Regions from separate parts of the Sus scrofa genome. Here regions 2 and 3 are each linked to region 1. A link is a contact called in public Hi-C and promoter capture Hi-C data. All regions are on one chromosome and are shown on one strand. Each heading gives the region's core, a stretch centred on a gene start, on an enhancer-like site or on the middle of the called end of the contact. The rest is flanking DNA. Distances are from core to core; before and after follow the strand shown.

What was found. Promoter capture Hi-C pulls out the DNA fragments that hold promoters and counts their contacts. A called contact is a pair of places that touch in the nucleus more often than the background predicts.
Region 2: a contact with region 1 is called in a promoter capture Hi-C map of liver, with 7 times the contacts expected there. The contact joins the promoter of TMEM87B here to the promoter of BCL2L11 in region 1. A contact is called at or near these places in 2 of 5 promoter capture datasets (fetal skeletal muscle and liver) and 5 of 47 Hi-C or Micro-C datasets (embryonic fibroblasts, heart right ventricle, liver and 2 more).
Region 3: a Hi-C map of skeletal muscle shows a contact between it and region 1, with 9 times the contacts expected there. The contact joins the enhancer-like site here to the promoter of BCL2L11 in region 1. A contact is called at or near these places in 3 of 5 promoter capture datasets (fetal liver, fetal skeletal muscle and liver), 21 of 47 Hi-C or Micro-C datasets (adipocytes, alveolar macrophages, brain and 13 more) and 1 of 2 datasets of contacts at active chromatin or transcription factors (skeletal muscle).

The regions. Positions count from the first base shown.
Region 1 is chr3:45,196,215-45,199,905 of Sscrofa11.1, reverse strand. BCL2L11 (BCL2 like 11) reads left to right here and starts at 1,626. Exons shown (of 2, transcript NM_001252194.1): 1 at 1,626-2,007. The coding sequence starts at 1,626.
Region 2 is chr3:44,325,846-44,329,536 of Sscrofa11.1, reverse strand. It overlaps TMEM87B (transmembrane protein 87B), which reads left to right and starts at 1,767. Exons shown (of 20, transcript XM_021087028.1): 1 at 1,767-2,048. The coding sequence starts at 1,905.
Region 3 is chr3:44,626,838-44,630,528 of Sscrofa11.1, reverse strand. No RefSeq gene overlaps it. Among named protein-coding and RNA genes, the nearest start is that of ANAPC1, 140 kb to the right of the region's middle. Within about 2 kb of position 1,743, at least 30 of the 83 cell types and tissues checked have an H3K27ac peak or open chromatin away from gene starts, as enhancers often do. A contact at or near this core is called in alveolar macrophages, embryonic fibroblasts, retroperitoneal adipose tissue and 2 more, where this site is marked.

The sequences.
Region 1 (3,691 bases), core at 377-2,876:
CTGCTGAGGAGGGGGCTGGCCCTTAGTGTCCCCATCCGAACAGGCCCCGGTGAGGGTCAGCGGCTGGGGACCGCCATGCGGCTCGACCGGCTATTTGGGGGCGGCGGGAACAGCGGAGGCGCCCGGCGCGTGGACGGCCGGGGGTGGGGGTGGGGGGCGGGACAGCCGGGGCAACCTCTGGCCCTGAGGCCCCGGAAACCTCCACGGAGGCTCCCGCCTCGGCCACTGCCCGAGCCGCGATCGGGCGGCGAGTTTGTCAACAATCGCCTCGCCTTTGGCGGCCTGTCGGGTAGGCGCCGCCCCCACCGCTGCCGACGATTGGCTGCAGCGCGGAGCGACCGCGCGAGGGCCAATTGGGAGCGCGGGCACCCGGAGCCGGCGGCGCGGGGAGGTCGGCGGTGCCGGCGGCGGCGGGCGCAGTGCGCAAGGGGAGGAGCGGGAGGAGGCGGAGGATGTTCCCGGCGGCAGCGGCGGCCGGGGCAGCGCGGGCAAGAGGCGCGGCGCGTGGAGCCCTCGGCTGCCCGGTGGAGCGCGGTGGCGGGAGAGCGGCGAGTTGCAAGCTTTGCGCGGTCCCGGCGTCTCCCAGCGCGAGTCCTGGGCTTTGTCTCCCGCGCTGCCTTCGTGGTGACGGTCGGGGGGTTCCGAACCGGCGTAGGGCGCGGACCGCGCGCCGAGGAGCCCGGGCCCGGACACGACGCTCCGAAGGGAAGGGGCGGACGTGAGTTTTGGCCTGACTGCCTTGGGAAGGGAGGGTCTTTGGGGTGCGGGACCCGCGCGCCCCGATGCCGCCTGGCGGGTGGAGTTACTTGTGGACTTTGCAGGGGGCGCCCGGGAACGCTTTCGGGGACCCCCCCCCTCCCGTTTGTAGGTGTGCACCTAACAGTGTGAGTGTATTTCGGAGAAGTTCTGTCGGGTTCAGCGCGGCGCGCTGCCCTCCCCCTTCCCCGCAGGAGGAGGGGCGCACGGGCCGGGAGCGGGAGGGACCGCGGACGGAGAGCTCAGGAGCCCAACAGTTCGGCGCTGAGTTACAAACTCTATTGTGACGCACTTACTACGACTGACGGCCCTTGCCAAACCTTCCTCAGACTTGCTGTCCTCAGCACTTTTGGGCAGAACAATGGGGCCGGAGCGGGGAACGCAGCCAGCCGCCTGCAATCGCTGCATCTGCGCCCGCTCCTGGGCTCCAGCGCTGTATCTGATCCCGGGAAATCAGAGCCTGCTGGGAGTTTCTGACTTACTCTAGTCGGCCCTGAGCAAAGAGCACATGTGAACAGACCTCAAACAAGCGGCCTGTCCTAAAACGTGTGTGTGTGTTAGAGCATCAATTCCACAAGTAATTGACATTGTTGCTGTGTTTTGTTTGGCGGCAAGAAGTTTAGTCTTCTCTCAACTCCCCAACAAAGATAATGATACCTTTGTTATTTAGGTGTATTTTTATCCTTATTTGGAAGATAGTATTGAGAACTGTTTCTCTTTAAATGTTGACTTCATGTTAAAGTATTTGGTATTAATGCTGAGGATTTTTAACGAATAGGTGAAAGTTTGCTCATTCACGTATTTGCTATAATTATTATTTTGCTTAAGATAATCCTAGTTTTAATTTTACTTGCAGAAAAAAAGACCAAATGGCAAAGCAACCTTCCGATGTAAGTTCTGAGTGTGACAGAGAAGGTGGACAGTTGCAGCCTGCGGAAAGGCCTCCTCAGCTCAGGCCTGGGGCCCCCACCTCTCTACAAACAGAGCGGCAAGGTAATCCGGAAGGAGAAGGGGACCGCTGCCCCCAAGGCAGCCCCCAGGGCCCACTGGCCCCACCGACCAGCCCTGGCCCCTTTGCTACCAGATCCCCGCTTTTCATCTTCGTGAGAAGATCCTCCCTGCTGTCTCGATCCTCCAGTGGGTATTTCTCTTTTGACACAGACAGGAGCCCAGCACCCATGAGTTGTGACAAATCAACACAAACCCCAAGTCCTCCTTGCCAAGCCTTCAACCATTATCTCAGTGCGATGGGTAAGCAATATCCGGGGTGGTGGCAGCAGAGGTGTGGTTGTCTGCGTATCTGTCCAGAGGCTGTGTAGCATTCAAAGCCCCTTCCTAGACTCCGTTGGCTGATTTGATGCCATGTTTTGTGGGGAGTGGAGCCTATACCAAGTAAAATATCCAGGCAACATTTTAAAAAGTTGTGCAGCAGTAAGTGGGGGTCCTTTGAGCGGATATATAATGAGTATATCCTGAACCTCTGATGCCTTCTTTAAAGTATCTATCTGTGGCAATTCATCCTAAGCACTAGGATTCACTCATTAATGATGTCCTGCTTGAAAGGGACTCAGTCTGTTACAGCTTAATAACTGAATGTGTGGAGAAAGGGATGACACAAGTTACATCATTTTCAAAAATGACATTTTAAAAAGATGACCTAGTTCGTATAGGCATTACCACCATAGAACCATGAAAATAGTTTGTTTTCTACTCATATTTCTCTTTAAGCTTGTTTTGTTTGCTCTGAGCTTTTGGACCTAGTGCTAATAAGATTAGATTGTGGGGTTTTGTTTCACAGTTTTAGAGTCTTGGGGAGGAGTGGCAAACCTAAATACCCAGAAAAATCTGGCTGTCCCATGGGCGAAAGTTGTGGCAGATTGGAGAACATTTGCCCTTGTCCTTTCAGACTGCCCGGGGTGTGGCTGTGAGGGTGTGTGGTCTCAAGGTGGTAGGTCTTCCTCTAGTGCCACATAATCTGAGAGTACAGATTTTGATGTCAAATCTGATGTTTAAGCACTGGCCAAGTCATTTAGAACTTTGAAAGCACCATACAAGCCAAATGAAAACATCCATGGGCTTGATGTGACCCCTGAGCCTCCAGCATGCGGCTTTGAGATCCTGGGCGCGTGTGCCAGTTCAAATCACCGTTCCCCAGGAGAGGAAAAGGTTCATGTCTTGATCGCCAGAATCTCCTTTACCGTTTGTCCAGGTTAGCCCTCCCTGCAGGAGGTGCAAGCACGTTGGCAGCATCGTCAGTTAAGAAATCCAGCATGGATTGCATTGAAACATAGATGGCACTTAAGCCAAAGGCTGATTAAAATCATCAGTGTAGACAGTTACCTGTTGGAACATGATGGCGAGTCTTGCATTTGCAAATACCACACGGCTCTGTCTTCATAACCATCCACAGGGTGGACTGTACACCTCTGTCCCCCTGTTGCAGAGTTAGAAAGAACCTCAGAACTTTGGTTGTCGGTCAGAAGTGGGGCGTACCTGGGGAGTGGCAGACAGATGTCAGAAGCACCCACTGCTATACATGATGGCTCTGCATCTCCTGCTCAATGCTGAATGACACTTTATCAGCACCCCTCCTTCGGGAAAAAGCGCTGAACGTTTTATTATTACTGTTACTCTAGGTATTGCTGTTGCTGTTCCTGAGCTCTTTTCAGCCTTAGAAGGTTGGGGTGCTGGTTTTTCTGCCCTTGAAAATGCTCTTGACTTTATGAGCACTTGCTCATTGGAAAATGAGTTACTAAATGAGTGAACGGGGCCTTGGGGTGTGCATGTTTAAAACTCCATATATTTTAAGGATCTTCTGGAAGCCATTATCATTTTTCCCTGCAGACCTCTGTGTGGCTTAGTGCATGGAAAATAGCTTCTCCTTCCCAAGAATATTCCTTTCTTAACCAGGAAGAATAGGTGAGGTGGTGTTTTT
Region 2 (3,691 bases), core at 518-3,017, 870 kb after region 1:
TTTCTCACTCTTGCCAAGGTCCATCTGATACCAATACCTAGTCATTTGGTAGGTCTTTTTGTTCCTCCAAGCCTTAACACAGGCTTTCCTCTCTTTCCTAAAACACCTTCAAATCTACCCCTGGCTCCCACAACTAACTCACCGTTAACTCTTCCTAGGACTTAAATGATCTCATGTCCTCTCCTTCCACCAGCCTTACCTTCTAAATCTCTGGTGGATGCTCTTGTGTGATCTCTCCACACTTGTTATTCGTACCCATATAGACTGAGCACACTGTCTGTCTCCTGGGAAAGGCATGGATGGAATGCACCTGCAGTCTTTGTACCTATTAGGTTCTCAATAATTACTGGCTGAAAAACTGGCCAGGTCCTCTTAACTATAAATAGATCCTATCTTACATTAATGACACGGTTAAATTGTTAGGGAACCACTGACTGGAACAACCCACTATGGCCAGACACGGTAATAGACTCTTGCAGGAGTTGTTTCACAATAGGAGGGTTTGATAAGGAATGTGGTTCTGCCCTGAAGTCTAACAGGGCAGAATTTGGGAGGGAGGAGACAACCAGCCTCCCAGGATCCTTGGCGCTGGAATCCATCTTGGCTGAGAGGTGCCAGTCACCAAGGACCCTGAGCTTGGTGACCAAATATGGGACAAGCAAGATGATTGGCCAGAGACAACCCAGTATCCCTTCCCAATAAAGTCTTATAAAGTCTTTTTTTTTTTTTTTTTTTCTTTTTAGAACCGCACCTGCAGCATTTGGAGGTTCTCAGGTGAGGGATTGAAATGGAGCTGTAGCTGCCAGGCTATGCCACAGCCACAGCAACTCAGGATCCGAATTGCATCTGCGACCTACACCACAGCTCACCGCAACGGATTCTTAACCCAGTGATCGTGGCCAGGGATCCAACTCACATGCGCATGGATTCTAGTCGGATACGTTTTCACTGAGCCACAAAGGGAACTCCCCAATAAAGTCTTTTGCTTTGTCAGCTTATGCGTCTCCTCGGACAATTTATTTCCCAGTGTCGGACAAGAGGCAATACTCAGGCTCTTGGAAGGTATCCAGCTTCCTGCAACAAAATCAGGATTTTATTCTCCCTCTGGACATTATTTACATTTAAAAATAAACTACCATAGTTCTCTTTGGCAAGAGATTTATTTAGCTTTCACAGTCAAAAATGCCTGAAGTACACAATTAGACCCAAGCTCTGCCCCTCAGAGATTTAAGCAATCGGGGAACTTTATTTGTTCTGAAAATTATTAACTGTCCTACAGACATGGCATTACACACACAATACAATGCCTTGGGTTCAACTGACCCTACCTCAAAGCACTTTCCCGGCACTTACGGTGAATTTAGAGGACAGTTTGTTTCCCTCGTGCTGAGGTGACTGTAGTACTGGCAAACGGAGAGAATTCAAGAAAATGAAATAAAGCAAAACCTTAGCTAGCAACTCCTCCCTACGCATCCGTCCACAACCCCACGGAGCCTGAGATCTGAGCCTCCCGCCTGGGGCGGAAGCAGAAACCAGCTAGGGCAGGATTCTGAGCCCCGCCTCCCCAAGCCCCGCCCCCCGACCCGGCCCTGAGACCCACCCCTTGCCCCCATACCCACCCCCTCCTCCGTAGCCGCCAGATTCAGAGCCCCGCCTCCTCCCCGGCCCCGCCCCCCATATTGGCCCCGCCCTCACGCTCCGACCCTCCTCCCCCGCCCGCACCCGTTCTTTCCACGCTCTGGCCCCGCCTCCAGCTCCACGCAGTGGCCGGCCTCGAGCCCCGCCTCCATGTCCCAGCCACACTTCCCGGACCCGAGCCCGCCTCCCAGGGGCGGAGCTGCACCTGGTGCGGGCCCCGGGCTTGGCGGGCGTCACGGAGCGCCAGGTGCGGATTCCGCGTCAAGATGGCTTCTGCCGCACGAGCTGGGTTCTGGTTCCTTCCCACCGGGGGTCCGGTGCTGCGCGTCGCCCTCTGCCTTCTGTGCTGGGGTCCGGCGGCTGTGGGCGCTGTGCCCGAGCTTGGACTCTGGGCAGCGACGGTCAATGACGTAAGTGGAGCGTCGGCACCAAGGAGACGCACCTCTCCGGTCCTCAGGGTGTTCCCGGGGCTCGCCGGGGACCCAGCTTATTCCTCTGACCGGGCCTGCTCCGGGTGCCCTAATACGCTCTCTGGGCCTTTTGTCTCCCCTGGCCCGACCTAGGGAGAAAACCAGTCAAGCTTGTGTGCAGGGAACGGCTCTCCCTTCGGAGCCCTGTTCCTGTTCCTGAGGATCACCTTTCTCGACGGCCTGGTCCCTCGCTCCGCCCGGACACGCCCTGGCTAGATCGGGTCCTCGTTTATTCAGACCTGAGCCCAGAACCCCTCGGCACTCCCAGGGGCATCTTTGGATTTGACCCTTCTTCGTGCCCGGGTGCAGCCACAGGGCCACACCCGTGAGGCCTCAGGGAGGACTTGCCCGGCTTCAGTTTCCGCGTACATTTAGAAAGAGCATGTGCCGCTTTCTTTCTTACTCTTTTTTTTCCCCCCTTAAATGACAGTGGAACATGCAGTAGTCACCCCACCCCTCTTTCCCTATTTTGGGGCTCCTGGATTTCTCTCGGCCTCCTATCACAGCTCCGAGAGTATATGTGTGTGGGGAGTTGGGGCGGAATGTGTAATTAAAGGATATTTGCGAGCTAGTCTGGAGGCATGAATGCGTGGAAACTCTTCCTTTCCAGGGCAGGCCATTTGAGAACTTGGCATCAAGTAGTTACATGAGGTGATGTGGGAAGAATGCAGGGGTAGAATTTTGGAAAGATTTGCTAAAGAAGAGACAGGAAGTTGAAGAGGCTTTATGTCCTGCTCTTTTAGAGTAAGATGATTCGTCCAGTTGTTTGAGATGAGTATTTTTCCCATGTATAGAAACGTCCGAATTCTAAAGGCAAAACTTATATTTCGATTTCCTCAGCCAGAAAAAGAAAGTAGCACGAGAGGCTACAAATTCTTCCTACAACACAAACCTACCTGGGAGAGTAGATGTCCTTCTGTTTTTGTTTTTGTTTTTTTTGTCTTTTTGCCATTTCTTGGGCCGCTCCCGCGGCATGCGGAGTTTCCCAGGGTAGGGGTCGAATTCGAGCTGTAGCCTCTGGCCTACACCAGAGCCACAGCAACGTGGGATCCGAGCCGCATCTGTGACCCACACCACAGCTCACTGCAACGCCGGATCCTTAACCCACTGAGCAAGGCCAGGGATCGAACCCACAACCTCATGGTTCCTAGTCGGATTCGTCATCCACTGCGTCAGGACGGAAACTGAATTTTTAAGACCCAGTGCTACCATTTCTTCTAGGATTCTTCTGGGTTGCTGCCCTATTTTGTGTGCTGGTGATAGAACCTGCATATCTACATTATTGAATTTCTCTGAACAGTAATTTCATGCAGTTTCTTTGAATTTCATGCCGCTTCTGTAGTGTATGGTCAGTAGCATAAACTAAGTCTGAATATATTGGAAGTGAATCAGCTGTGAACAGACTGCTTGACCGTATCTATAAAAGTCTTTACCCAGTATACTTGGATGGTGAGATTCCAGAGGCCATGAGGAGAGAATGCCATTGCTTCCTCTATAAGGAAGATAAATTTTTCTTTGGGTCCCACATAATCTTTAGTCCTATGTGCCAGTAGCAGCCCATAAAGCTCTTTTTTGCCAAGAGT
Region 3 (3,691 bases), core at 494-2,993, 570 kb after region 1:
ACTGGAATTCTCCTGCACTTGAATGAGTCGTACCTGCCTCTGGGCAGCGTGGCCGTTGGCTGACTTGCAGAAACAGCAGAAATCTGGGCAGAGCCTTCACTTGGAAATCCGAGCCCTTCTGAAGTCCAAACCCCAGTCGAGCTCTTATGAAGTCCAAACCCCAGTTTAACCAGAGGGTGGCACTTACTGTGAAGGGACTTATCCCTGACCAGGCAGGGGGTGACAGAGAGGCCCTGGTGGCCTAGCAGTTAAGGATTCAGCATTGTTACTGCAGTGGCTCAGGTTCAGTCTGTGGCCTGGGAACTTCTGCATACTATGGGCGTGGCAAAAAAATAAAAAATAAAAATAGAACTGTTGCATAATTCAGCCATCCCACTTGTGAGTACATACCCAAAAGAACTGAAAGGGGGTCTCAAAGACATATTTGTCCACCCTTGTTCATAGCAGCATTACTCACAATACCAAAAGGTGGAAGCAATCCAAGTATCCAACAACAGAGGAATGGATAAACAAAATGTTGGCTATACATACAATGGAATATCATTTACCCTTAAAGGGAAGGAAATTCTGACACCTGCTACAACATGGGTGAACCTTGAGGATGTTATGCTCAGTGAAACAAGCCAGATACACAAAGGAAAACTACTATGTGATTCCACTTATATGAGGTATTTAGAGTAATCAAATTCATAGGGATAGAAAGTGGTGTGATGATTTGCAGGGAAAGGGCAATGAGGAGTTAGCGGGTTTTTTGGGTTTGGTTTTGTCTTTTTAGGGCTGCACCCATGACATATGAAGATTCCCAGGCTAGGGGTCGAATCGGAGCTGTAGCTGCCAACCTATACCACAGCCATAGCAACACAGGATCCAAGCCACGTCTGCGACCTACACCACAGCTCACAGAAACGGAAGTTAGTGTTTAATGGACATAGTGTTTCCATCTTACAAGAGGAAAACTTATGGAGATGGATGGTGGTGATGGCCACACCATATGAATGTATTAAATACCACTGAATATACACCTAAAATGGCTAAGATGTAAATTTTATGTTGTATATTTTGCCACAATTTTTTAACTTGCCACAGATGTTAAAAGCACCCAATCCTTACTGCCCCATCTCTGACTAGATCACACTTTGTTTTGCTGTGATGTGTCTGCTCTTCAGCTCCACATCCATCTGGTGCCAATTTTATTAATGGCAGAGTGAGATCAGATCAACTTTCCTCCAGGGAAAGAACAAACCCAAGAAACAGGCAACTTGCCAGGACAAAAGAATAGGAAAATAAGCCACCATTGGTTCAGAAGGTGCTGGCTCGGCCCTGTAGCCGGGACCTTCTGAAATCTACCATTTGGGGGAAGGGGGAGGGGGTAGGATGGAAGGAGAACCAGGTTACAATCCAAAAAATGTATGATCACTGTCCTTCCGGGTTCTAAATGTTTCTTTCGATGAGTCACAAAGGTTAGCTGAGAGGCTCTTAAATTAAAAACCCACAGGGTTTTCCTTTTATAGACTGTCCTCAGGAGACCTCTCACTGCATGTTCCCTCTGTCCTCAGCCCCAACTGGCAGCTGCTCTAAGCATGCATGTTTACAGAAATACCAGTAGTTATTGCATGTTCCCTTCCATGTGATTAAGCATTGCCATAAAGCCTGGGCTGGATTAGAAATAGATCTTTCCCTTCTGAGAAAGGCTGAGTGGGGCAAAGCCGGCAGCCATGGTGTGTGTCTTGTGCCACCTACTGGCCACTCATGGGATCACATAGAAAACGCCCAAAGGGTGGACAGGGCTTGGCATATTATGGTGGTCTGTCCTAAAGAGAAAGAAGAGAAAACACAGTCTGATCTCACTGCTGCTCATGGCATTTCAGCATTTGGGTTTTGTTTTTGGGGTTTTTTTTTTTTTTTTTTTTTGCTGCCCCCATGGCATGTGGAGGGTGGAGGTTCCCAGGCCAGGAATCAAACCCACACCACAGCAGCAACCTGAGCCACTGCAAAGGCAATGCCAGATCCTTGATCCACTGCACCACCACCAGAAAACTCCCGTCTCACCATATTTAAAAGCATGTCTTACTCCAAAGGAGAGCAGCCTCCTGTCTACTGTGAGGCTGGGTAGCATTGCCTCCTCATCACATGATTGATTTGACAAGAGCAGGGAGCTTAATGTATGGTCAGCCTGCAAGGGCAGCTGGGAGTGAAATCCAGATTTTGAGAGAGAATCAATTACTTGTTTTAGGTCTCCTTATCCTCAGATTTTTCTTGGAGGCCACAGCCTGCCTGCTGCAAAGATTAAAAATAACACCCCCATTAAAAAAATGAAAAAATAATAATACCCACATATCTCTATTTAGCACTTTTGTCTTTCTAAGCTCTCTGGTAGCTGTTTTCCTGTCATATCTCTGTTGCTAACCCTGAAACAGAGGGTTTGGGCTGTTTCCCCCAAAGTCTGAAGCAGAATCGGGACAGAAATTCCATGTGCTGACACCCTTGTCATATACACCCTTGGGACTGAGCCACCTGAAAGAAAGAAGCTGGGATTCAAAGGAAGTTGGAAGCTGGGACTAATAAAAAGTTCTTGTGAATGGTCCCCATCCTGATAATTTCCTTTCTCTTTGACTTTAAAACAAATCTGGGAGCTCAGCATGTTAAGAACCCAACATAGTGTCCAAAAGGATGTAGTTTTGATCCCTGGCCTTGCCTGATGGGTTAAGTATCCGGCATTGCTGCAAGCTGAAGCATAGGTCATAGACGCTACACGGATCTGATGTTGCTGTGGCTGTGGTGCAGGCTGGCAGCTGCAACTCTGATTCAGCCCCTTGCCTGGGAACTTCCATATGCCACAGGTGCGTACCTAAAAAAAAAAAAAAAAAAAGTGTTTCCAGCTGGTGCCTGATGGGGGAAAGGAGGTACTGGGAGGAGGACAAAGGCTTGAGATGGTGGCTTGAATGGAGTGGAGTAAACCCATCCAAGGATGACAGCACCTGGGGATGCCAGAAACCCACAGAGGAAGCACCACAGAAGAGCACAGGTATTTGGAGTCTACACTGAAGCTCAAACAGAAGTCCCCGCAGTTCCTCCCTCAGTGTATCATCTATTCATTCACCAAATATTCATTGAGTGTCTGCTTGCTAGCAGCCCTGTGGATTCACCAGTGTGAAGTCCCAGCCAGCCCTGGTGGCACTTGCAGTAAAGAGGGGGAGGGGGAGGGATGCAGACATAAACATGAGCAGGAAGCAACAATCAGAGTGCACTGATCAGCAGGGGCGCTTGGGCAGGAGGACGGGAGGTTCTTGGCAGAGGGGCCAGGGAGAAGGCAAAGCCCTAAGTCTGAGGGATGCCGCTTATCGGCCATCGCGTGGCGGGCCAGGGTGGCTGGAACAGAAAGAGAGAAGGGGAAGGGGGCAGGGATGACCATCCCCATTATAGGTGTCACACTGACCTCAGAGCAATGGGAACTTGTCAAAGACACGATTGGATGTGAGCTTTGCAAATCCCACCCCCGCCAGCTTCAGGGTAGGGAGTGGTGCAGGGTGCATGAGGGAGTGAGGGGAGACCAGTGTAAAGAAATATTAGGAGTCAGGGTCAAGGGAATGTGCTGACAGTTTGGACATGAGGGGATATGATGGGCAGTGTCAGGACTTCCTGTCCCCTGGGGAGGGGGAGGGGAGGATGATGGTGATGTGTCGTGAAGCAG